Linked DNA regions of Mus musculus: regions 1 and 3 are each linked to region 2. The links are chromatin contacts, called in public HiChIP or PLAC-seq maps. All regions are on one chromosome and are shown on one strand. Each heading gives the region's core, a stretch centred on a gene start, on an enhancer-like site or on the middle of the called end of the contact. The rest is flanking DNA. Distances are from core to core; before and after follow the strand shown. Region 1 has its middle 52 kb from the start of Gm46567. Region 2 has its middle 59 kb from the start of Gm32998. Region 3 has its middle 94 kb from the start of Gm46567.

Region 1 (4,114 bases), core at 1,148-3,647, 370 kb before region 2:
TCAACCATCAACCAGCCATAAGAGTTCCCTCCAAATAAAGCCTCCACTAATCCCTTTACTTCAGATTACTCTCCACAGTGCTCATGGGGACTGGTGATTGTCACTCTTCAAGTTAGAGGCTTTGACAGGGCAGTAAGATCCACATGCTCCTCTGAGATTTGGTCTCAGCTTGATTAGAAAGCTCTGTGGAGCCAGTGGGCACTGGCTGGCATTATGTGGGACAATTGATTTACTGTGAGGGAGGGGGCCCTGGGGACTTTAGTTCAATGTGTTGATTGATGAGATGAAACACGAGGCAACTTTAACTCAAAAGCCTTCTCTCTATGGAGGGACACTGCAGGCCAGACAAGGCGAGCTGCTCAAGACTGAGAACATCCACGATGGCTCTCCCTGGCCCCAGCCCCATCCTTGCTCCTTAGTCTGATAAAGCTTCAGTGATGCTTTTCAGGCAAGGCTGGGCAGAGGCTGCAGAGCACAAGGACTCCCAGCCATAGTGCTAAACAGATACAAAACCCAGAGCACCCTCCACTCTCTGAACCTTAGATTTGGTACACTCGCCCAGCAGACATGGCTGCAGTGCCTGGAGCAAGTGTTCCAATGACTCCGTCTATTATTTAAAAGTTATAAAATGAGATTAGAACAGTTACTGAAATATATCCTATCTCCCTATCTTTACAGAGGCATATTGTAAGAGCCAAAAACTCCAATTCTAGCTTAAAATTCTCAAATTCCAGGAATTTTGCCCCAGAACTTGGTAGCAGAAGAGAAGCGTGCCTCTGGCCCATACCCAGGCCCTTTCTTTTCCCTCCTCCTTCAATAACCTTGTCTGCAAGAAGCCTCAGATGCCCACACAGGCACACATCTGGACGTATGGTTCAAAGTCAAAGCTATTTTCCAAATCCCCTGAGCACTGCTGCCCGCTTGCTCACTCTGATCCTAGCAATGTGTACTGCTGTAGCCCAACCCAGATTCTCAAAGACAGACCTGAGGAAAGGCCCGGGCAGGTCCTAAAAGCACCCATCTGTGTTTCATTGGGGAATCTGGGAGCCCTCGGTATACAAAAGAGAGTCCACAATATGAACTTACTGACTCCTTATGACTGTGGAGACAGGCATGGCCCTGTAAAGAGTGGGGCTCATCTTTCCCAGACATAAGGGTGGAACTACTGCACCGGCACCAGCCTTAGGGGTTAAGATGCCCTGAGGGGTTAGGGTTTGGAAGCTTGCCCTTCCTTATCTACCCAAGGGCAGATGGTGACATTCAGAAGGTCCATGGCCATTCCTCTGCCCAGCTCTTGGATAGCAAGAGCCTTGTCTTGTCACTATTGATAGCAACTAGCACTGTCCTCCAAGGCCTGCATATTCACAAGGTGTCTTCATCATTCCGGCTGTGGTATGCGAAGTGAAAGCCATGCAGTTCCCATCTCTAAAGCAGACACTTGTATACAGCAGGAGGCCCTGAGTGGGCAAAGTCTTGAGTGGATTTGTATTGTTGATACAGGTACAGTCATGTCTAGGACCCCATAGCCTCAGGCTCAGAGAGAGAAATGGCAAAGCCTTCCTCAAGGAGCCAAGTGTGCAAGTGTGAGCACTGACAGTGTGTGCAAAAAAAGTCCACCATAGCCTCCTACCCCTTCCAGATACTCATGACTTGAAGACTGCTCCCTTACAGAGACTGTCCTATGAAGAGTAGCTAAACCTACGTCGTTGGTGTGGCTGAGTACCATTAACCCTGTTTTTTTATTCAGCTATTTGCAATAACCATGCCTCCCCTTTCCACTCCGTGTAATAAACACACTAGACTTCTGAGAGACGGTGGCTTCTCCAGCAGAGAGCACAGACCACCAGATCCCAGCCCTCTGTCTGTGTGCCAGTCTGTCAGACTATTCTTCATTCCTTGCCACAGCGGTCAGGTCAGATTCTGGAGCTAGACTGGATGTGGCAAGCGTGAGCCGAACCATTTCCAAAGTCACGGAAGCCAGTGATTTGTGGCTCCCAAGAGCCTCACTTTTTTTTTTTCTTTGCAATCACAGGTTCTCAACCACGAGCATTAAAATCTTCTAGGAGATTTTAAAAAGTTCCAGCACCCTGACCCTCCTCAAAGAGACCCCACTCAGTTGTTCTGGGATGCTGCAGGAAATCTCTCTGGGTGAATGTCATGGACGGCCAGGGCTGGGAACCACAGTTGGAACGGGATGGAAACAACTCCCCCAACACCACCCCCCTTACTCACAGTGGAGCAAGACAGATGCCTGGCCCAGACACGCAACAGCTGTAGGCCAGGCTAGACACCCAGATCCACGGCGGGGGTCCTTTGCTTACTCTCCAGGAAGAGGGGAATAAACAGAGCCCATTTCCTGGCCTCCCAGCTCCTCACCTCCTCATCCAATTTCCCAGGCTCCAGCTGAAAGCCCAAGGGAGAGGAGGCAGAACAGGCAGCTGTCTAATCTAGGTGGATTTTCTCAGGGGTGGGGGAGGCTGATTTTGGCTCCAGTCTTCCTCTTTCCTCACAGCTGGAGCTGGAACAGCCTGAGAGAGTGGGGCAGCGAGCCCAGCTGCTGGCTGTTGTTCCCCTGTTATCTCTCTCTCCTGACAGCTGCAAATCTGTTGCGGGGTGTGTATGTCCATCCAAGTGTGAGAGCATATTCCAGCAGAGAAAAACAAGATGGGAGCGTGAGGTTTCCTGCTCCACCAGAATCAGCACCTCTTAAGCCCTTTCCGAACCCCCCCCCCACTTCCCCTAGCCCATGTGATGCCTCTCCCTTCCAGCAAGCATCCGTGAGCACCCGGCATCCCTCTCTCTCTCACTGTGATCAACAGTGACAATTGCTACCCTCTGGCTAAGTGAATACCATGCACTCAGGTGGTTTCCTAAGTGTTGGAGGCTGGAGGTTCGATTCAACTCTCAGAACAGCTCTAGGATGGTGGCACACATCAGCATTTCTGTCTTGCACGAGGAAGCCAGGAGCAGAGTCAATATTTAACGTGAGCTCACATAGCTGCAGAGATTCTGATGCAGCCTACGGCCCTGCCCCAGTTCTGTTCTGCCTCCTGGCAGTGATTGGTAAGGAAGAACCACTCCAGGAGAGCAAGACCAATTTTGCCTCTGATGTCTTGTGTAAGTTTATTGTCTATATTGGAACTCTTCTTGGACAGTGTTGGCTGAACCTCTAAGTCACAGAGGTGAAGTACCTGTCGTTGTCCCCCAAAGTGCTGCTTCTGAAGCCCTGAAGGACCATTACCTGACAGGAGAATTACAGAGTGCAGCAGTGTAGGACTGGGCCCCAGAGATAACAGCAATATGCAAAAGAACAGAACAGAGTCCCTGATGGTTTGGCCACATTCATAGACCTGTCCCTCCCAGGTGCTGTCATTTGCTCATTGGAAGCACAGGTGCACTGGGCAGTTTGCTCAGGGTTTGCTAGATTGTGTTGACTGACCATATGTCACTGTCCTCGAGGAGGACTCAGAGGAACACTGCCACGATGGCAGGTAGGTACCTGAACACATCTTATCAGCCAAGCCTTTGAAGCTTTTGGTGTTGGGTGTTTTCTCCTGAGCTTACTGGCCGAGGACTTGGATAGGTGCTGGGATGGGGTCATCTGCTGAGAGGAGAGTGACAGTGAGCAGCCAAGAGCTTGACCTCAGCTGCCCGTGCCTTAAGGAAGGAGGCATCAGCCAAATGGAAGCCTAACCCATCTGATGGGCAGTACAGCTGATGGCTCCCTGGCCACCTCATTTACATCAGAGTAGCCTTTGAACTTTCTTTTCTCCCTTGAGTCATGTTTCATTCCCACTTGTTTAGTTCCCAGTGGTATAGAAAAATCCTATTTCTCCCTTACCAGGTTTTAAATTGTCACTCATCAGCACACCAACAAAGGAATTTTTTCCCCTTGAGGTAAAATTAAACCCTGCTTTGCAAAACTGGACGTTCTCTGATGTATTAAGCTGTAAATGCTCATGAAATGTCCATTGAAATAGAGATTCTGGCTCACCCATCTGTCCTGAGTACAGGATTGTCCACTTCGATAAAAAAAATTTATATATTATGCATACAATGTTCCCACTGCTTGGATGCCTGCAGGCCAGAAGAGGGCACCAGATCTCGTTACGGA
Region 2 (4,167 bases), core at 1,280-3,779:
TTGGGCAGCGCACAATAACAGTGTTCGAGTCAATTCCAAGCCCCTAGATCCTCGTCCAATCATATCTTGCCACACCACCTCCATGCCTGATGCAGTAACTCAGAAGGAGTGGGGGGTGGGTGGAGCGTCCAATCGTATCTCGCCACACCATCTCCATGCCCCAATGAAAGCCCTGCCTGATGCGGTAACTCAGAAGGAGTGGGGGACGGTGGGGGGGTGGGTGGGAGGGAGCATCATCACTGATAAGGACTTCGGTGAAGATTGGAGAAGCAGCCAGCTCTGGCCTTGGTTCCTTTTTGATGTCTCTCCAGCATTCCGGGAGCCATCTTAAATCGAATGCTATGTACTCGAGATCAGAAATGAGATCAGGACTCTGAGGAGTCACAGGAGCCTGTGGTACCTCCCTCTCCATCCCACTGTTTCCTTCACAAGATTGATCTTCACATTTGTCACATCCACACACTTTGGGGGCCACCATCTCTTGGTCTTGGGGACCAGGGCTGTATAAGTGGTACTGACACACATGCAGTCGTGGCTCTCTTATGACTGTGGCTCTCTTCTGGCTGCAGTCACTATGAAGCTGCAGTTTCAAGTTCCCAATGCTTTGGTTTCCCCTCCATAGTGAGCTGTAACCTGTACTGTGAGCCGTAAGTAAGGCCTTTCTCCCTTAAGTTGCTTCGGTCAGAGTATTTTAACACAACAGAAGAGCAACTAAGACAGAGGGAAAGTTGCATTAAAAAAAAAAGTGTTTTCTTTTTTTTTTTTCTTTCCGAGACAGGGTTTCTCTGTATAGCCCTGGCTATCCTAGAACCCACTTTGTAGACCAGGCTGGCCTCGAACTCAGAGATCCACCTGCCTCTGCCTCCCGAGTGCTGGGATTAAAGGCATGCGCCACCACGCCCGGCTAAAAAGTGTTTTCTTTTCTTTCTTTTTTTCTTTTTTCTCTTTGCTGTGGTCTCAATGTGTCATGTCAGGTTGCCAATTTTACTGCAGATATGAGACCATTTACCTCCCAACTAGAATTTTCTTTTTGCAGCCCACTCCCACATCGCTTTCATTTGCTCTCGCCAGAACAGAAGCACTCACTGCCTTGAGCCAGCCGTGACTCTTGGTCACATGCTCCAGCCTCTTCAGAATGGGGCTCACCCAGGTGACCCCTCCTCTGGAAGCTTCTTGGTGTCAATAGCCGGGCGGCCTGTGAGTAAGAAAGGATATCATGGGGTCTTTGGGTCATTGGTGTTTCTTCAGATGCTGCCGTCCTGTAGTCTGGAATCTCCAGTCTAGTTTGAATGGAAGGCACAGCCTCTTGAGACCACTAGTGCCCCATTTACTCAAATGAAGCCATAAAGCACTTGTGTATCTCTGACTCCTGGGATCCTGTAGCCCTGGAGCACATAGGATGCTCTACAAGGATGAAGAAGCAAGTAATGGCAGTTGTTCTGGTATCGCCTGCCCCACTGTCTTGCTGGACTCCATTCACAAAATAGAGACAAAATCCACAAGAATATCAAGATTGTGCTATCAGAGCACTGATATAAACATGCCCTCTTCTAAGCACGGGGCCTATCAGAAGGACCTTGTGGTCACGTGTCATTTAACTCTCACACTTACAGGTCTAAGGACTTTAAGGGTGTAGACATGGTGTCTCAGGTAAGCTCAATTGGGTCCCTTCCTCACTACACCCTGGACCCCACAAGGCCCAATGATGCATCATCCCCACACAGAAGGTGGAGCCTCCCTACCTTCTCTGTTGGAGACCGAGTTGCTAAATGACACTGGGTGCGAAGGGGAAGGATGGGTGGAAATCAGCACTGTGCAGCCAGAACACAGAGGAAGGGGAGCCTTATCAAGGAAACGCTAAGATGACGAGAATCAAAAGAGGAAACCCAGAGCGCAACCATAGCCTCGTGGTGTTCTTCTTCCTCTGCAAAAGAATCAGTTAAAGAAACGTATCATGGAAGGGATCTCTTTTGACACAAGCACACACTCTAGAGCCCGGACCATCTGTGGTGCTGCAAGAAGGGACAAGTCCCAGATCCTCTCCCTTCTTGATCTAAGGCTCTCAGCAGATCTCCTAGCCTCTGGGAGCCTCAACTTGCTTACCTCTAAAATGGAGTCAGGATTCCTCATTGGGAAGGTGGAGTCCTTGTGAGAATAAAAGTGAATAAATGTCTATCCAGAGTGGTCAGCTGTAAGCCATGGTGTGTGCACACATACGACCGAATTGGTGTCCTGGGTACAGACAGTCTCTCTCGCCCACAGACACCATCAGGAAATTTCAGTCCGGGCAGAGTGATTTACAAAGCCTGCTCAGAAGTGGAGTCAATTAAGGTCAGCTTTCTATGTTGCTAAACAACAGGGGATTCCGGGTTCAGCGACGTTGAAAGGCAGGCCCAACATACCCCTTGAAACCAGGCCTTTGAGAGGGTTCAAAGGACCGGGAAACAAAAGCCCGTCTTTGTGGTGTTTTCACTCTTCCCCCATTGTCCTCTTTCACCCTCTCAGGGCCTTCCTGTAAAGAAAGGGGCTGCTAATGTGCTGAGAGGGAGTTGAAGATTGTCTAGGGCCAACAATGTTGGCACATTCTGCCGGGCCTCATTACAGAACCATCTGAAATGCTCAAGAAGTATTTCCCATTCATTAGCATAAATAGCAGAAAAACTCTTTCACAAACAAAGCAGGTTCCATCTGCCCCCAGTATGTTCTCACCTTGACTTCAAATGGCCAGTCCCTCCCCCAGCACAATACCCGGGGCGCCGGCCTCCGAGGCCCAAGCACCCCACTTCAGAATCGTATTCAGTGTAATATCAACACGGTAACCTGCATGTTTATTCATTGGCCAGCCCCCCGCCTTTTAATGGAGTCCCCTTCCCATTGTGGCCACTTGATTCTTTCACAGACCTGAAAGGGACAGGGAGGGAGAGGCTTGCTCTCCAAGCCCTGGGGATCCTTAGCAACCCACACCTTGGGAGTGGGTTGACCAGGCTAATTAGGTTTGTTCTGCCTTTTTGGCCCGAGCATATTTTGTCAGGTATTGCGCTATGGGATTAAAGAGTCATTAATCACCCGGGCCCTACGCTGACAAGATGGCAGGTTACAGCCATTTCCCTGGTGTTAGCTGGAACCAAGGCCAGATCTGTTTTGCATTCCACTGCAGAAGACTGTATTGAGGGCTGGTCTCCCACTCTGCCCCCAGAGGCCAGCAGCCTGAACCCCAGGCTCCAAGGAAGCTGGTGCCAGGACAGGCTGGCTCACAGCAGCAGGTGGGGAGGGCTTGTTCTGGAAGGGTATATCACAAGACAATATTGTGTGAAGTAATGGAGGGTGAGGGGCCAAAGACATCTCTCTAAAGAAACTGCTCAGGCTGAAGAGAAAGGAAAGTTGCCTAAGAACACACAGGAAAGTCACTGTGGGAGTCAAGATTAGAACTCCTGTTGACCTCTACATTACTGCATTAAATCTAAAGTTAGACTTCTTTTCCTTGAGTACGGGGGAAATTGAACCTAGAGCCTTTGTGTGTTCAGCAAGTGCTCTAACTCTGAGCCGCACCCCAAGCTTCCAATGTTGGTTTTCTATAGTTGTTTTGAACATAATTCATTCTGCTGCATGAAGTGATGCAGAGTGCCCGGCCAGCCTAGGACCTAGAGCAAAATCCTTCCTGTTAGCAAGTTCTGCAGAAGACTCACACAGCGCTGGGGACTTGGCACACATGATTTAGTCACTGAGCTCTCATTCCATATGACAATTTTCCTTAGTAGGTGATAGCATTCCCATCTTTTTTTTTGCAGAGACAAACCAAGTCCCGGAAAGGAAATGTGGTTATGCGGGGCTTCTCTTTCCTTCCTTCTCTCAAATTTCACTATGATTTATGCAAGTCTCTCTTTTACCTTTTAGGTGTCTGGCAAGGTTAATTCTGCTGTTTAAACTTTCTTAGTTTATTCATGACTGTGGCAAGCGTTTATGGAGTAACTATGATAGCAAGTTCTGGGAGAGGTGAGATTTTAAAAGCCAGTTATGGAGGACATTTAAGAATTAATTCTTAATACAGGAGGATGCTGTAGACCTCTTCAGCCTCCAAGTTGTGTACGGGTGTGATTTTGACTAAGTAAGAACTAGAATTGAAATGTCACTGACGGACTCTCCTCCTTGTTTCCATAGGGGTTCAGG
Region 3 (3,719 bases), core at 912-3,411, 410 kb before region 2:
TGGGACAGACTGATGTACTGCAGATTCCACCACAAGATAGGGGTTTGTTTGTCTGTTTGTTTGTTTTGTTCTTTTTTCCTTTTTCTTGGGGGGGGGTTGCAAGGGCAGAGGGCTGATATGAAAGGAAGGGTTGACGAATGAGAGAATAATGTGAAATTTACAAAGAATAAATAAAGAGAAACAAACAAAAACAATCTTAGAAATAAATAAATAAGAAAGACGTGGTGGTTCTCGCCATTTGACCCAGGACTCAAGAGTATGTCTGTGAGTCTGAGGCCAACAGAGTGAATTTCAGACCAGTGAGATATCGATTATTGAAAGAAAGGAAGGAAGGAAGGAAGGAAGGAAGGAAGAAAGAAAGAAAGAAAGAAAGAAAGAAAGAAAGAAAGAAAGAAAGAAAGAAAGAAAGAGAAAAAGGAAGAAAGGAAGAAAGAAGGAGAAAAGAAAGAAAGAGATGGGGAAAAGGGATTGTTATTTGTAAGCCTAGTATGGTGTCAAACACCTGTAAACCCAGCACCTAAAGGTAGAGAACAGATGATCTTGAGTTAAGCTGGGCTAAGGGCCACTGGAGACGCCATCTCAAACAGAACAACAGTTTCAACAATAAAAACTCCAGACAAAAAGATTCCAGAGACGAACCAGACGGCTCCATGGCTAAGGCATGCTAGCCAAACAAGCCTGATGTCTTGAGGTTTGATCCCTGGAATCCATGTAAAGGTGGAACAGAGAATAGATGTGTCCCCTGGTAAGCATGCCCCCTCCCTTATAGGAACACAATAACAACTGAAAACAGAGTCCTTAAGGGGTCTCGGGAGCCCCGGGAGTCTGAGCTCAGAGGAGATATAGGGTGCAGGGCTTCACCATTCCTAAGGGCAAACCTGGGACTGTAAAGCAGCCACCCAGGGCTCTCTGCTCTTCAAACAGCAGCACAAATGTCAGGGGCCATCAGCCACAACCCCCTCTCCCCTGACGTGGGGAAATAAGGTTGTTCAGAGCCCAGGAATGCAAGCACTCAGGTCATGGTGAGCCGCAGCCCACACAATCTCCACCCGACGCTTCGTCTATTACAGCTAATTTCTTTCAGCTGTCAGGTATAAAGGGCGCTGTATATAAACTCCGCACTCGCCTTGCAATCTTTCATCTACCAATCCAGAAGTGCTTCAGATTTTATGGAAGGACCTGTGGAGGCAAGCAAGGTTAATGGCTCACCAAAGGTCATGGGTTAGAGAAGCAGCAACGTGGAGACTGTGCTATTGGCCCTGACAACCTTCCCGCACCCTCTCTGGCCTTCTTTCCCCAAGTGTTCCTGGAGGAGTCACAGAGCAATAGCTGAGATGATCTTTTTTCTTTTCTTATCCTTTCTGACGGAAGGAAAAGACCATCTGAGCCAATGACCGCTTTCTAAAACTGTCAATAGTGTATGTAAGTGGTCTGGGGAGGCTTGCTCTCTGTGGTGGTCGTATTGTCCATGTGTTCCCACTACAGTCTTTTAAACCATGAGCCCCTTAAGGTTTCTCATTTCTGAGGTCATCAGTGCCCTTTCTAACCCAGAGCCCAGTGTGTGAAGGCGCCAGAGGAACAGGATCTGCTGTGAGCTTAGCCCGGCGCTCCTTCTGCCCCTTCATGCTCAGTTTGAGAGCCTGGTGGCCGTTACTGTTTGCTTTACAGCCTCTTACTCTAACAATTCCCTCCATGGTAGACCCTCAGAGTAAGGTCCTCATAAACTCCTTCAGCTTGAGAGTTTCCAGAGACAGAGAGAATATTAATTTTGTTGACAAATTTCCTTGTCCCAAAGGCCCCGATCTTAAAGGCTTTGTGCAAACCCACAGTACTGGGTTCTCTTGCTTGCTTTGCGCCCCTAATCAGTCTTGTCATGAGTTCTTCCAGTATTGTTTTAACACGGCCTCCTAGCCTGGGAGCCAGAGGACCCTTTTGGAGTGAGCTATGCTGTATGTGTGTATATTTTTTTAAAAAAATGGTCATCGCCCTTCTCGCTGTGGCCGCCATCATTTTTCAATGGAGGTGTTGCCATAGAGATGTTGTCCGATCCATCTCTATTGATCGCTCCCTTGAAAGGGGCCTTGAATAGCCTCTGAGGTAGGTAAATGTATGCAGTGACATTGAGCGGATGATTCTATTCTGAAAAATTCCGGCACCATTTGTTTTGTGCTTGTCTGAGGGCTGGGACACGGTGTTGGGTTTTGTTGCACGCGCTCCCCTCACAGGCCTGGAGTTAATGCAAGCCTTGTTTGGAGTCACTGAAGCAGAAATTTCTCTGCTGCCAAGGACAAAAGCCTCACAGGCCACCTCGGAGGCTGCTTGGGGAAGGCCACGTCTCCGGGGCTCCCAAAGGAAATGGGAGATAACTGGGATCCGCGCCCTCGATGGCACCCAGCCTTCCCTGGCTGCCCTGGCGCTTCTGGCCTGCGGGATGCCCTCTGGTGAGGTGCACCGCTTTAGCCATCAAATGTTTCCCTCTGTTTGCCTTTCTGCTGCCAGCTGAGAGAAATCCCCTGGAAGAAGTGATGCTCTTCTGTGTGATGAGACGGGAACTCACACAGTTCCCCACCCTATCTTCGCTGAGGTGTGGAGCAAGAGAAGGGAACACAGTAAAACAACCCTGGTTTCCTTGCGGTCAGACCCTTGTATGGAAACCAAGTGACAATCGGTCTAGACAGTAGGGAGCTGGGGAAAGGATTTATTAAGTGCCTTGGAACAGTGTCCCACACTTGGGAAACTGTAACACACGAACTTTATTGAGCCCACGAATGAACGAATGTTCAAAGGCATGCATCATGCTGGAAGTTTCCAGAAATACAGTTTCCATTTATTCTCCCCAAACCCCGTGACACAGTAGTTATTAGCTGTTTCTTATTTTAAAACAAAAGGCCGAAGTGATTTGTCCCAGGCTGCACGGTTATTCTGTGGTGGCTGCTACATGGATTTGGATCTGACTCCACTGCATTTTCCTCAAGACTACTGGGACCCCTCCACCCTCAACCCCCCTGGAGCTGGGGTCGGTGAACCCATTTTCTCTAGCCGCCTTTGCCCTCACCAGCCAGCCCCTGCTTGGTGTTGGGAGATCATAGAAGGAAGGGCATGAGGACACCTTGGGAAACTGCAGCGACGAAGGCTTTTCCTAGATCTCAGGGTTAAGTACGGAACAGTTTCTGCAACAGAGATTCTGGGCCACACATATGCTTTGCTGGTAAGCTGCACATGTGTATCCGGTCCCTGAAGGCTGGGAGAGGAAAGGAGGGAGGGAAGATGAAAGGGAGGACTGGAGGAAGGGACGATGGGAGGGAGGACTGGAGGGAGGATGGGGAGGGGAGGACAGGAGGGAGGGAAGATGAAAGGGAGGACTGGAGGGAGGGACGATGGGAGGGAGGACTGGAGGGAGGATGGGGAGGGGAGGATGGGGAGGGAGGACGGGAGGGAGGACGGAAGGACTGGCTTTGTCCCAGTCTTAAAGAACTTTAAGGTGTGTGTCTGGGACACAGGGTTCACAGCACCTGTTCATTTCCACATTCACTCGTTCAGCCTAATTCTTCCATTCCTTTGTCTCTCAGTATATGCTGCTGAGCTGGACACAAGCCAGACACAAGCATTTGATGCATCTAATGCAAAGGCTGCAGGCATGACTAAGGTACATTCCCTTTCTCATGAACTCAGAAATGTCAAATAACAAACATAACCGTGAACATCTATCTGCCCTTCAT

The links. HiChIP or PLAC-seq counts read pairs in DNA pulled down with a chosen protein or histone mark.
Region 1: an H3K4me3 HiChIP or PLAC-seq map of embryonic basal ganglia shows a contact between it and region 2, with 5 times the contacts expected there. The contact joins two enhancer-like sites. A contact is called at or near these places in 1 of 484 Hi-C or Micro-C datasets (bone marrow-derived macrophages), 4 of 115 datasets of contacts at active chromatin or transcription factors (craniofacial prominence, embryonic basal ganglia and embryonic stem cells) and 1 of 9 other capture datasets (embryonic tail).
Region 3: an H3K4me3 HiChIP or PLAC-seq map of embryonic basal ganglia shows a contact between it and region 2, with 4 times the contacts expected there. The contact joins two enhancer-like sites. A contact is called at or near these places in 2 of 15 datasets of contacts at CTCF or cohesin (the NIH/3T3 cell line and large pre-B cells), 1 of 484 Hi-C or Micro-C datasets (bone marrow-derived macrophages), 10 of 115 datasets of contacts at active chromatin or transcription factors (craniofacial prominence, embryonic basal ganglia, embryonic forebrain and 6 more) and 3 of 9 other capture datasets (embryonic stem cells, embryonic tail and embryonic trunk).

The regions. Positions count from the first base shown.
Region 1 is chr16:29,759,609-29,763,722 of GRCm38.p6, forward strand. No RefSeq gene overlaps it. Among named protein-coding and RNA genes, the nearest start is that of Gm46567, 52 kb to the right of the region's middle. Within about 2 kb of position 2,398, at least 52 of the 459 cell types and tissues checked have an H3K27ac peak or open chromatin away from gene starts, as enhancers often do. A contact at or near this core is called in embryonic basal ganglia, where this site is marked.
Region 2 is chr16:30,127,147-30,131,313 of GRCm38.p6, forward strand. No RefSeq gene overlaps it. Among named protein-coding and RNA genes, the nearest start is that of Gm32998, 59 kb to the left of the region's middle. Within about 2 kb of position 2,530, at least 21 of the 459 cell types and tissues checked have an H3K27ac peak or open chromatin away from gene starts, as enhancers often do. A contact at or near this core is called in embryonic basal ganglia, where this site is marked.
Region 3 is chr16:29,718,065-29,721,783 of GRCm38.p6, forward strand. No RefSeq gene overlaps it. Among named protein-coding and RNA genes, the nearest start is that of Gm46567, 94 kb to the right of the region's middle. Within about 2 kb of position 2,162, at least 46 of the 459 cell types and tissues checked have an H3K27ac peak or open chromatin away from gene starts, as enhancers often do. A contact at or near this core is called in embryonic basal ganglia, where this site is marked.